3 separate regions of the Zea mays genome follow, and regions 1 and 3 are each linked to region 2. The links are chromatin contacts, called in public Hi-C maps. All regions are on one chromosome and are shown on one strand. Each heading gives the region's core, a stretch centred on a gene start, on an enhancer-like site or on the middle of the called end of the contact. The rest is flanking DNA. Distances are from core to core; before and after follow the strand shown. Region 1 holds the start of LOC100191657. Region 2 holds the start of LOC100274342 (General transcription factor IIH subunit 2). Region 3 holds the start of LOC109943983 (DEAD-box ATP-dependent RNA helicase 30).

Region 1 (4,620 bases), core at 545-3,044, 250 kb before region 2:
AAAGTCTTCAGGGGGACGGTCTACTACAACCGGACGCACCACAACCTCCATGAGTTGCAAATGGGTCTTCATAGCCGAAGTAATATAATTATCCCAATCCAGTTGACAATCAACTGGGATGACTCGTCTTATGACATTTAGTGGATGACCAATATTAAGCACTCCGTCAACCGCAATGTCATCAGCTTCATGGTAACCTAACTTTTGTTTAGCCTTTGTAAACACATCTCTCAAGGAGGGTCTACCATCGAATAGTACCGGCACGTGTCGCATATCAATGAACTTGGCATTTCCATAAGGATCTTGTTCCACATTGCCTCCATGATACAAGCTCAAAAAATTGTCCATCTATTTGAAACACCAATTAAACATTTAATATAAACTGTGGATGGTTATTACCTAACCACAAACCACTAATTACTACCTAAATAAGTATAAATATAACCACCACCCACTAATATACTAACCACCTTATAAATTACTCATATATAATAATTGCAAATTTTGACAGCACCTCCCCTGCACGGGGAGGATAAAAAACATGCACATTTGACTCACATTCATAATATTCAATCAAATCAGCATTTATCACAATAACTAACATTCATTACATTCAAAAAACAACAAATCATAGCAATACAATCTAACATAATTAACACAAAATGCTTACACAATAACAAAAACCATATAAAATTTACCTATGCGGGCGCGACCGAGGGTCGGGGCGGCGGCGGCGCTTGTGGGGCGGGGCGGGGCTGCCGGGTCGGGCGGGGCGGCGCCGGCCGGTGGTGGAGCGCCGACCGTGGAGTAGCGCGGGCCGGGGGAGGACGGAGGGCGGCGCGGGGATCCGGCGACGGAGGGCGACGCGGGGTCCAGTGGGGGCGGCGTGAGTTCAAAATTTTGGGACATAATTTTGTCTCCCACGTTGAATACAGGGGGTCGGCGCCAAGATCTATGGCGCCGAACCCCCTGACACGTGTACCGCCGCCGACACGGGGGTCGGCGCCAAGATCTATGGCGCCGACCCCCTGACACGTCACTGCCAGCCAAGCCTCCACGTCAGGCAGACAGGCGCCAATATTATTGGCGCCGGCACACAGAAGCTCGGCGCCAATGATGACGACGCCGAGCTAAGGGTCCATTTTTTGAAATGAAACTGCCAGGGGCATAATTGTGCAAAAAAACATAAAAAGGGCCAAATTGCAAAAAAGTTGGCAATATATACTCACTACTCATAGATTGAGAGCATAGTTTGAAAGCTTAAATTTATGAAATCCTTGTAGAATGTGAGATTTCGTTCCAATGTAGAACCCATGTTTGTGAGTTTGACAGTCGAATGTATCAACCGCTACAGAAACTGGAATATTAATAATATTCGCTTTTCTAAAAAATACTCACTACTCAGTGATACTCCGGAACCCGGATTGGTGACCTCGAGCCGAACTGCAGTCGCTACCGCACCAGTAACGCGACGCTCGACGTGCCAGAACTGTAGGGTCGGGCACGTTTTCTCCCTTCCGGCTGAACCAGCGCTGCCACCTGCCAGTCGCCACGCCACACGCAGACACGCTCCTCTCGCCCGCGCCGGCCCCCGCCTCGGCCTCCTCGTCCCCTCCCCCTCACCGGCGCGCCTCATACGCGCCGCGTGCTCCTTCACGCGCTCCGCACGTGGGATGCGCAACCTGCTCCTGCCCCGTTGCCTCCTCTCCGCCCCCACCACCATGGCTCGTGCTTCCGTCTCCGGTTCCGCTGCGGTGGCCAAAGCACTGATCCCCTTAAACCCCGCCAGCGGCGGCCGCCTTCCTTCCCTGCTTCCTGCGCGCCTCCATGTCCCCGGGAGCAGCCGCGTGCTCCGCGGCGCCTCGCTCCGCTGCTATGCCGCCGCCGCCGCCGCTGTGGCCGAGCAGAGCCGCATCAAGGTGCAGAACCCCATCGTCGAGATGGACGGTACGTCGGCCTCCCGCATCTCCCCTTTCGTTTCGCGTGGGTGTAGGTGTGTGGATGAGCCTCCCGCCTCTCTTCTCTTTCGTTTCGCGTGGGCGTAGGCGTGTGGATGAGCTGATGACTGGACTGCTTTGGTTGTTTTGTTTTCAGGGGATGAGATGACGCGGGTCATCTGGAAGATGATAAAGGATAAGGTCTGTGGAATTTATATATTGTTTTCTGCTGTTTTAGATCCATAGTACGTAACCTATAATTTGATCACTTGATGGTTTGCTGATGCGAGCGGGATGAAATGGGGTTGAACTGTGTGTAGCTCATCTTCCCATACCTGGAGTTGGATGTGAAGTACTACGATCTTGGAATTCTCAATCGCGATGCCACCAATGATGAGGTCACCGTCGAGAGTGCCGAGGCTACATTGAAGTAAGTCATAATTCTGTTTTGTACACTCGGGTCCCGATTGGGCTAATGTTAAGCCAATTATTGTTCTTATCGCCAACTTTGTCGCCAAAGCATCTAGGAACAAGGTTGGAGGGCTTTTCATGGGGCATAATAATCTAGTTGGCTTGACAATCGTTATTTCTTCATTCATATTGCCTAATCATGGATGATTGTTCATAGCATGTAAATACTATGCATGCATGACAATTACCCTCCACTTATTAGAAGGTTAAGCACTAACATTAAGGTGTTGGGTTTAAAGTTCCTGGATTCCTTTTTCCTGATAGCTTTCCATGAAGAGTCTATCAAATATCTACAGTGGTGTGCATTTTCTTTGTGGCAGTTGGTAGATAAGTCCTTGCCTTTTGGCAATACTAGGAGACCAAAATGTTTTTGGTTTCCAATTCATTCTGTAACAGGGTTGCTGTACTCATTTCTAGTAATACATACTGGTGTAATGGTGCGATCCAGTACCCAGTCACTAGAAATATTTGGTTGGTTATTAAATATTAAATCGTCCACTCTTCTACTATTGTTCTGGTGATCATGATTTACATTCTTAGTGTCCTGGAGCTAAATATTTATTATAGATCGTCTTAGAATCATGCTGCACCTTCCGTGAACTTCATTCGCTTTCGAGTATCATGACACAAAATATTTATTATAGATCGTCTTAGAATCATGCTGCACCTTCCGTGAACTTCATTCGCTTGTGTAAAACCATTTTGTACACATTTTTGCATTGATAAGATCCTGTTTTGTGTCTCAACAGGTATAATGTTGCTGTTAAGTGTGCAACAATTACGCCTGGTAAGTCCCTTCAACTATGGTTTCCCATGTTCAATTATACATTTGGGCATTAATGTGCATTTTTTATGCAGACGAGACTCGAGTAAAAGAGTTTAAACTCAAGTCTATGTGGCGGAGTCCAAATGGCACAATAAGGAATATTCTAAATGGTTCACTCTCTGCTCTTTCTTATTTCTAGAAATCTAAGGTTTAACGTACTGGAAAATTATATGAAATGTCCTTGATCTTTGATAGCTAAATTTTAGCATCCATCCCTTGGCAGGGACTGTTTTTCGTGAGCCCATCTTGTGTAAAAACATCCCAAGAATCCTTTCTGGTAAGTAAATAGTACAGTATGGTGCGTTCAATGCAACAAATAATAAAGTTGCCAAATTATGAGATTTCATTCTTTAGGTTGGAAGAAACCTATTTGCATAGGAAGGCACGCCTTTGGTGACCAGTATCGAGCTACTGATATGATTATTAATGGTCCAGGAAAGCTCAAGATGGTATTTGGTGAGATCCAGTTGACAACTATTTTTGTCCTGTAATGATCTGCAGCATATGCTGTGGTAATTTTCTAATATGCTCTTTGTTGCTACTGAAAAATCAGTGCCTGATGGAGCTGACCCTATGGAGCTGGATGTTTATGATTTTAAGGGACCTGGTGTGGCATTATCAATGTACAATGTCGACGAGGTATTGTAGAACATCAATAGGACTTGTTGCTAATTGCTATCTTCTCTTGACTGGTATTCTAACTTCCTATCTCTATTTAGTCTATTAGGGCTTTCGCTGAGTCCTCCATGGCTATGGCTCTTTCAAAAAAGTGGCCTCTTTATCTCAGCACCAAGAATACAATCCTCAAGAAGTATGACGGCAGGTAGGGATCATTATCCTTTGATCTTTAAGCATTCTGTTGTTGGCTCAAAGACTACAAAGGACCCTTCTCTATGATGGCTCTGTATACATACATACATACTTACATAGTTTCATCTTTCTCTCTGAAATCTGAAGCATTCTGTCTGACATAGCTGATAAGTAACTGTATGGATTCACTGTTATGATACCATGAAGCATTATTTGTACGAAAACTTATACCTTTGTGATTTTTCTTCAGTTTACAGTTACCAGCATTTTATCATTATGATGCCCCCCTTTTTTTGTTCAATGACTCTTTGCAATCTTAAATACTATCAAGTCGCAGTAGGGAGGGTTCAGGTGGGGGCTAGAGTGTCTTTCCATTGATCCCTGTTCGATGTCACTTTTCAAAAACGGCGATGTGCACATATTGCTACTGAAACTTTAAATCATGCTTTGTTACCGTCTCAAGGATTACCAAGGACCCTCCCCTCTATTGCTTGTGGAAAGGTATACAAAGTTTGATCTTATTTTCTGAAATCTGGACTGAGTGAGCAAACATTGTCTGACGTAGCTGACCAGCAA
Region 2 (4,439 bases), core at 1,831-4,330:
AGCCCCAGATTTTATCTTCTTGTGACAAGAGCAAATAGAGATAAGCTCCTCAGCACCCCTCTGTGGAAAGCCCATCTTAATCAAATTAGCTGCAGCATATTCTGCTATTGCAGGAGGTGGGGGAGCATGTTCCAGTAACAACTCTTTGAAATGAGACTGTAAAAAGAAAGGAAATGCCGTTAATCTTTCATAACGATCGAATAATCAAAGGTAAAATCAAAATTACATCTTAGCACCTCATCCAGTGCAACTGTGTAAGATCCACCAGTCTCTTCACATAGATGTTTGCAAATGAAGATCTCTGCAGCAAGACCAATAACAGAGCATCTAATTTTTGACTTCTTACACTTTGCTATTGTCTCCGTGATATCACCAGGATCAAATGTATTCAGGGCAGAGTATAAAATCAGAACTTCCTTGTGACCATATGATGGTACTTGATCTAAATAACCATGTACGAGGTCTAGAGCATTCTGCAGGGATGAATCACCAGAACACTCAAGCTTCCCCATCAAAGCCTTAATCTGTGACTCTGGGCTCCCTCCGATTTCTGTAAGTCGATGGGCAATACCATCTTTAATTGTCACTAGGCCAACATGGCTCAATGGATTCTGGTCAAAGAATTCTCTTATGAAAGCCTCAGCATGTTTTGCAACAACAGCCATTCGACTAGGACGATAATCCATCTCTGAAGCCGCCTACATGAGTAAAAAACAATTTTGAGAACGCAAAGGTGCAAAGAGCGTGTAATGATTATTTGAAGTAGAACAATTCTTCGCTGCCACAAAAACAACTGAGGAAGCCAATCTTATAAACTTGAAACATGTATGCATGCTCAAAGATAAGGTTATAAAATTACCAGAGAAAAAAACAATTGACAAGGATGTTAGAGAGATATTTTTTACGAGAAATGTGCAGTTTCGAAACAATACAAAAATCAAAATGTATGCTTTGTCATATCAGAAAAAAAATCCATGTTAGTTAAAGCAGTGTTTGATTGTTTCATTCTCAAATCTCAATTGACATTATAAAATATACAATCAGCTGAATAGACATTATTCTTTGCACATTTTTAACAACAAAAATAAATTATCACATCCTGATGACTCTTTGCAGTAAGTCCTGGAATAATGTTACCATAAGTCAAATGAACATGTATCAAATAATTCCATATCTACCTAATTCATCAGTGAAGATTAACTGTTCATTTGTGCAAATCCATAGGGTCTGGATCAATACCAAAAAAAATGAAAACATCCTTTTATTTTTAAATTCCAAGAGTAGTCTATATTTTGTGTCTACATATAGAAGTGTTCCATAGATCAACTATGTGGTAATTGTTAAAGACCTTTTCCTGCAACCATAGTTCATGCACTTCTTGTGATGTCAGGATTTTGTTGGAGCAAGCCATGCCAATGGTAAAAACAAAACCATATGGCACGTGATTTGCTTCTCTACAGAAATCTATACAAGGATTGACAGAGAGAATTAACTTCCCAGATGTGGGGAAACAATTAAAAAAGCATCTTCAGACATATCCAGGCAGCAATAGCAATAACCCTCCCCAGGAACACCTTCAAACTGATGAAAAAAAAAATAGTCTGTTTGATGAGGGAGACATGAGACATTCACTCTATCCGACATATATCAAATATACATAGTGTATCCAGATCAGAAAGTATGCTTAAAAGTTAAAACATTTCAGAATTTAACAGGATTCATCCGATAAGAACCTCATGCATAAAATGAAACGATAATCCAATCTCAATATATGAAAATTCCAAACAAGTATTGTGTCATCAACATTTTGTTTCAGCAATCCAATTGGTGTGCACACATATAAAATTGAACTTGGACTGCTTGGTTGTGGTAGGCTTGAACTCCAAACAAAATATTGCTGCCAACAGCAATACTAACAATTGCAATTTGCAAATACCTGGGTTCATGTTTCCCTTCATGATTCATAGACATGAGTCTATTATTCTGCAGTACAGAAATTCTTACCGTATAACCTTAAGGTAGCATTGGTTTCTGGATTTAGTGGAGAATTAGGTCTCGAGTTCTCCATACCTATGCCCTGGCCAATGGGCCATGGATACAAACCATGGTAGATCTTAGAATTTCCAAAATACCGTTTTTACCCATCTAACAAACTGTTTCCTCACATAAAATGATTGATCTCTCAAAGACTCAATCTTAAAGTTGCTAAATCAGCATTAGATTCTAAAATTGGCCTCGTGTCTTCCAATTACAGCATCACCCTCTGAATGTACAAGCCAAATAAGATAATGGTCACAGCTTGGGGCTAAACAAACGGCATTAAAGGCAACCAATCAGATCATATCACCTACATCGCTCTACAAACAAATAAACCAGGATTACTCACAGACAGGCATCACCGCACCATCTTCACAACATTTCACAAGCTTATAGATGAACCTACAGGTATACGAAACTAGCAAAAGGCAGTCCTAGTATTCACTGCTCCGTTCATGCCTTAAGTAAGTGAACACTTAAGAACCAAATGTGTAGCCCATAAGTAAGGCCGTAAGCAATGCCACATCTCTCTCGGAACAAGAGATCGCAATCACAAGCCGGTGTCAAGTTAGCACGATCGGCATTTGTACCAGTCTGTCGGGTCCAAAACAACCAAACCGACTTCGAAGAAAAATATGCTCGCCAGGTGCTTGATGATGTGGCAAGCCGAACGAAAGAGAACATGAAGCAAAGGGAACGAACCCGGGAGAGGTCTATGACGATGTAGAGGTAGCGGATGAGCCCCTTTTGGATGCGGGCAGCGGCGGCGGCGGCAGACCGGAGTAGGAGGCGCCGGCGGTACTGCGCGTGGACGAGGGTCTTGGTGTCGACGGGACGGAGGAGGCCCGACTCATCCTCCTGCAGTGACTCCCACGACCGTTCGTCCGCGTACGCGCGCTCCCACGCCTCCAGGACGCGGCCCTCACCGCCCTCATCCTCCTCGTCCTCCTCTTCGTCGCCTGGGTTGCGGCGCCGAGAGGCAGCGGTGGAGGGCGCGTTGAAGCCGCCGCCGACGCCGTACATGGTGTGGGCGTGGGGAAGGGGCGGCCGCCGACGCCGCCGGAAGAGTGGAACTGGAGGCGAGGTCGGGATTCGGGGACCAGCACATGGGCCAGGCGGGTGCTTGGTGCCTCCAGTTTGGGGCTCCTGGGCTTTTGGTTTGGTTTACAGGAGCCTTAAGCCCCTTTTACCAATTTTCTAAGCATCTGTTTGATACAGGAGCATTCAAAATAGAGGAATGCAAAAAAAAAAAAGCAGCGGAATATAGAAATACCGGTATATCAGAGTAAAGAAAATGTATACAGGAGACATCTGAATAGATAGTTTAGAACACAGCAACCAAAACATAAGAATGCAAGTGGTGCTGACTTCAAGAGTTTACACTTCGTTTTTTTTCTCTCTATGCCATCCTTGATGGAAAATGGGTCAACGAAACATGTGCTACCAACCATCAGACGACATTTGCCAGTCAGTGGTTATCTGATTTCTGCTTCCTTCCGTCAGCTCAGCAACAAAGTACTTAAACAGTGCTCTGAACTTGTCAACTGAGCAGGCGGCTGAAGTTGAGGAGACGTGTAGGCCGACTTTAGGCTAACTGCAGCGGCTGCCGGGCGTCGCGCCCCATCCCCTTACACATGACGGCGCACGGCAGTCCGCAGCGCTGCCCCTACGTCTACGGTGCCTCCCACGATGCAAGGGCGTGCCGTCCTCTTCTCTTTTCCACTGAATGTAGCGTGCGCTCGTCTTCTCTATTTTACTGTAATCTGGATTCGGCTCTAATTGTTAATATAAGAAAAATTAATAGTGGATAAAAAATAATATATGAAATAATATTTTATGGTTGTAGTGAGTTACAAGGGGAGAAAATAGGAGAGACCGCTGCGGGAGATGAAAAGTTAAAGGGCTGAAATATTGAAGATGTAACAAAAAAAAGTGATATATGGAGAGAAATTTAGAGAAGACCGCTGCAGATAGCCTTAGGTCCATGTTTCCCTTCATGATTCATGGAGAATAGTGGCTGACGTGCGACTAGCGTGCTAGTGTGGGCACCCTCTGCGCTCACACTCTAGCCCCGTCCCACGTGCCCTACCTCGGTGTCGTGCTCTGTGGGCCCCACGTGCAAAAAATAGTGCAAAACGATCACTCGAATCCATGCCTCTCTATTCCAGAAATTTGGGGCTAACCACCAGACCACGCGTATCTTAATATTTACAAATAAACAATAATTATATTTGAATACATATATCAATACTTATTTATAAGGTAAATAACAACCGTAGCAAAACACGAGCAATTGGCTAGTGTGTGTATATATAAGGTCGGTATATTAGAAGTCATGAGCTTCAAATAGTTAGAGCAAGCCCCGCCCGACCACCTATGTGACTTGTCCAGGCCAGCGCGTC
Region 3 (4,190 bases), core at 1,500-3,999, 140 kb after region 2:
AATGATAGCGAAAGCACAAATGAGGATGAGGAGGAAGAAAGAAGCTTCTTGCATCTCTACGCTCGCCTAAGCCAAGAAGATAAGGCGGTCATGCTCAAACTTCTAGAAAGAGCGAGAGAGCAAAGCGAAGCTCGTCAAAGGCTAGAAGATGTTCTCTCCATGAAAATGCTACGCTTTGACGAGTTGACTAAAGAACATGAGGAGCTAAAGTGCTCTCATGTTGATTTGGTCCAAAGGTATGAAACTGTTTCAATTGAGCATGATAACGCTTTACATTATATCGCTCAATTAGTAAATAAGAATACCTTGCTTAAGGACCAAGTAGAAAAGCTAAAAGTTGAAAATCTAGCTTTTCAAGAAAAATATGATATGCTTCTATGTTCTCATGAAAATCTTATGGATGATCATATCATATTGAATTTGACTCATGAGGTTGTGATAGAAAACTTAAAATCCCAACAACCTCACTCGTGCACATGTATTCAAATTGATACTATATTACCATGTGCTAATGCTTGTTGTCCGTCGACAAGCAAATCTTCTTTTGAGCTAGAATTTGCAGGAACAAAAGATGATACATATCAAAAGCTCAAAGAAGAGAATGAGAGGCTAAAAATGAGCTTGACACAACTAAAAGGGAAGTGCATTGCTCAACCTTCTCAAGATAACCGTGATCACATGGTGAAGAAGCTTGAGACGGGAACAACCGTGGTATGCACTACATCCCTTGAAGAAAATGTCAAGGACTTGAGGATTGTCAAGAGGGAGAAACGAAAGATGAAATTCAATACCTCCTCCAAAAGCCTTAACCACGCCTCCACAAAAGGTAACTTCCAAGGTAATGGTCAAGCCACACTTCACATTAAGAGGTGTAGTGAATGCTTTGAAAAGGGGCACTTGATTAGGTCATGTCCCTACATTAAAAATGGCTTGATTATTAACAAGGATGATAGACTTTGTTTTAAATGCTCCAAGAAGGGACACTTACTTAGATCTTGTCCCCATTTAAAACAAAGAGGCATAGGGTTAGAAAAGAAAACATTCACTAACCATGTAGCAAGCAAGAAACAAGGAAGGAAGAAATCTTCGAGGCCTGAAGATCGCCTATGCTACATATGCTGAAAGAAGGGACACCAATGCAAAGATTGTCTCATTGGTAACAACCCCACTCCTAGCTTGTCAATTAATTTTCATGTAACTAGGCAACCCAAAATTGCAACTTGTGCTAGAAAGGTAATGAGTTTACCTAGTGCTAACACAAAGGACTTTTGGGTTCCTAGATCTTTGTTGACTAACCGTGATGGACCCATCAAGCGATGGGTACCAAAATATGCTTGACAAGCTTTCCAGGAGAAGGAGATGATATGAAGCTTTGGGGTGCTTGAGAGAGTCCATTCAATACTCAATAACTCAAGCTATCAATCTTCAATAATCTATATATCCAAGATTGACCCAAAGTTATTTCAATTTATTATGTCTAATGCTCATATCATCTCGAGGAAGATATTATATGTTGTAGGAAATGAAGAAATATCATGTGCGAAAAATCAAGGCCTACAACATGGAGGAAAGCCAAAGGATGGTAACACTTATCTTTTAAGTGCAAATATTTTAGAATATCATTTCTTATGTGTCTTGTGTAGTCACATAGAAAAATTGAAGCACTTCAAACATCTTTAAATTTATATTACCATTCTTTGAAGAATTTCCTCTCATATGGTAGATTGCATACTCATCATTTCCATCCTATGGCAATCTACATGCTTTAAAATGTTGCAAGTATCTCATGGCATGTTTTTCACTAAGTTGTTTTATTATTGCCATGATTCTAGATATAGAGAGATATTTCAAATTCTTAAAAGGATAAGGTGTCATGTAAGGAATTCAAATCCTTAGGACACTTATAAAAAGAAAAACTATCTCTATAACTAGAATAGTGAGACTAATGATTTTATCTAAATAACCCAAGTAGTCTCACATCACTACACGACGGTTGATCTTTAGCGACCCTTATTAGGTACCAACTGTTGGTTGCTAAAGGTTAGGGACCGACGGTCAGTTGCTAAATCTTTTTGTAGCAACGGTCGGTTGGTCGCTAAAAGTTAAGAAATTTAACAACTTATGGTTGGTCGCTATAGATGTCATCGGGGACTAGCGGTGGGTCGCTATAGAGCAATGATAACTATCAAATCTTATAGCCTGAACGTACCCCTATAGATGTTAGTGACTAAAAATTAATTAAAACAAGTAAACATTGATCGCTAAATTGTGTGGTGATTTATTTCTTTTTTATATTGCTTGTATGTTTATTTCATGGTTTGTTTATGTATGGACATGACTATAGTATGCAACTATGTTCTTTGTGCTTATATGATATTAGATTCGAGTTGAAAGTCGTTTCAAATCCTACATAAAGAGTATGGATAAATCATGGATCACAAGTGAATGTTTTTCTAGGGAGACAAAGGTTTATAAACAAGGGGTGAACAGTTTTCTAGCTTTTTATGAATTTTTGAGTAATTTAAAAAAAGTGCTTGTTATTTATTTACCTTTGGAATGATTTTTTATTTATAATTGATTTTTTGGATATTTAATAAACATTTCTTGAAAATCCTAGTAAATTAATAATATAATTGTTATAAATAGTTTTTAGTTAATTGTTATAAATTTTATGGTTATTTAAAATTATATTTTGAAATTAGAGAGGAATTAGAAAAGAAATAAAAAAAACTAACCTAACCTAATCAGCCGGCCCACCAGGCCCATACCGGCCATGTCCCCAACCCTAGCCGCCACTACCCTGCTCCCTCTCCCAAGCCTCCGCCACTCCTTCTCCCTCCCCCTTTCTCTCTCTTCTCTCTCTACCGCCCCAGGCCCCCCCGATCTCCTCCTCCCACTCCGATCGCCCGACCGATCGCCGAGCTTCCCTGTTCCCTCCCCGCCCCCGCGACGCCGCGACGCCATGGAGCCGCCGCACGCTGAGCAGGCCGTCGCCGCTGTAGCAGCAGGAGGAGAGGGTGGCACTGCAAGCCCGGACACCGGCCTCGAAGGTGCTGCCTGCTTAACGTTTTTTTGTTTCGTTCAGATCTCCGGCCGGGCGTACGGCCGCGCGGATCTCTGGTAACCGCGTGGTACGAGAACGTGTGGCTTTTGCAGGGCCGTTGCTTAGCGCGGGGGCTGGACGGCGGTGGGGAAGGGGAGGACGGGGAGCTGGGGGCGGGGCAGGAGGCGGACGCACGGCTACCGGAGCGGCCTGGCGAGGCGGACTGTGGCTACTACCTCCGCACGGCTACCGGACCGGCCTGGCGAGGCGGCTGCGGCTATCGCTGGTGGCGTCGTGGGGTACAGTGACAGCGAGGTGTTCAGGTAACCATCACCGTCGTCCATCGCCACGGCTAGCTAGCAGTACTGCTACTCTTCCTCTCTCTCACGCGTCAACGGGTTCCAGTTTTCAGCAATTCACCTTTTTCCAGCAATTCACCTTTTCCACCTGCAGAGATGCGTCGAGTTCCTCAATTCTCCCAGGCAGGGTGGAACAAGAGGCAGTCAGGCAGATAACTCGATTGGAAGTTACCAGATTTCTCTGTTACCAGAATTTGCTGCGCATATGTGCGTAATCTGACTGCCAACAGGGTCTGCTAGTTTCTTTTGTGCGGTGCAAAGTTATATGTTTACATTTGCAGTTACATGTTCATATATATGTTTGAACTACTTTGTAGTGCATATACGTTTGATGTATTATATTGATGTCCAAAGATGCTGTCAGTGTTCACTTTTTGAAGACAAATTGTCCACTGGTACTCCTAGTCGATCGACTTTTGCCAATGTTATCTGGAAGTGGATGCATCTAGTTACATAATGATACTTGTGATGGTTACACAGGGATCTGCATATCTTTCCAGACAATCGTGTCTGCTCCATATTGCTAGGATCAATGGGAAAAAAATAATCTATAGTCGATGTCGCATTTGATGTCGTGATGACACCATTAAAAACTTATCTATCTTTTTTATAGCTCTCGATACTGTAAATTTAGATAGGATTTATATCTAGTCTATTGGAGATGCTCTAACTTAGGAATCCTTTTGCTTTCATGCCTCCTTCCCATCCCAGCCAAAATGTCTTCGGAGATACAATCTGCGGTTCATGACGTCGTCAGTGCAAGACAAGGCCGGAGCTAGCCCTGACCA

What was found. A called contact is a pair of places that touch in the nucleus more often than the background predicts.
Region 1: a contact with region 2 is called in a Hi-C map of ear, with 2.4 times the contacts expected there. The contact joins the promoter of LOC100191657 here to the promoter of LOC100274342 in region 2. A contact is called at or near these places in 2 of 25 Hi-C or Micro-C datasets (ear and leaf).
Region 3: a Hi-C map of leaf shows a contact between it and region 2, with 10 times the contacts expected there. The contact joins the promoter of LOC109943983 here to the promoter of LOC100274342 in region 2. A contact is called at or near these places in 5 of 25 Hi-C or Micro-C datasets (ear, endosperm, leaf and 1 more) and 2 of 3 datasets of contacts at active chromatin or transcription factors (leaf and seedling).

The regions. Positions count from the first base shown.
Region 1 is chr2:31,593,281-31,597,900 of Zm-B73-REFERENCE-NAM-5.0, reverse strand. LOC100191657 reads left to right here and starts at 1,794. Exons shown (of 15, transcript NM_001137086.1): 1 at 1,794-1,947; 2 at 2,095-2,138; 3 at 2,258-2,367; 4 at 3,158-3,195; 5 at 3,267-3,344; 6 at 3,458-3,511; 7 at 3,589-3,690; 8 at 3,788-3,873; 9 at 3,954-4,057. The coding sequence starts at 1,941.
Region 2 is chr2:31,349,383-31,353,821 of Zm-B73-REFERENCE-NAM-5.0, reverse strand. It overlaps LOC100274342 (General transcription factor IIH subunit 2), which reads right to left and starts at 3,080. Exons shown (of 4, transcript NM_001148703.1): 1 at 2,740-3,080; 2 at 237-698; 3 at 1-156. The coding sequence starts at 3,060.
Region 3 is chr2:31,207,131-31,211,320 of Zm-B73-REFERENCE-NAM-5.0, reverse strand. It overlaps LOC109943983 (DEAD-box ATP-dependent RNA helicase 30), which reads left to right and starts at 2,749. Exons shown (of 4, transcript XR_002267129.3): 1 at 2,749-3,050; 2 at 3,157-3,366; 3 at 3,497-3,609; 4 at 4,114-4,190. It also overlaps the pseudogene LOC103648522.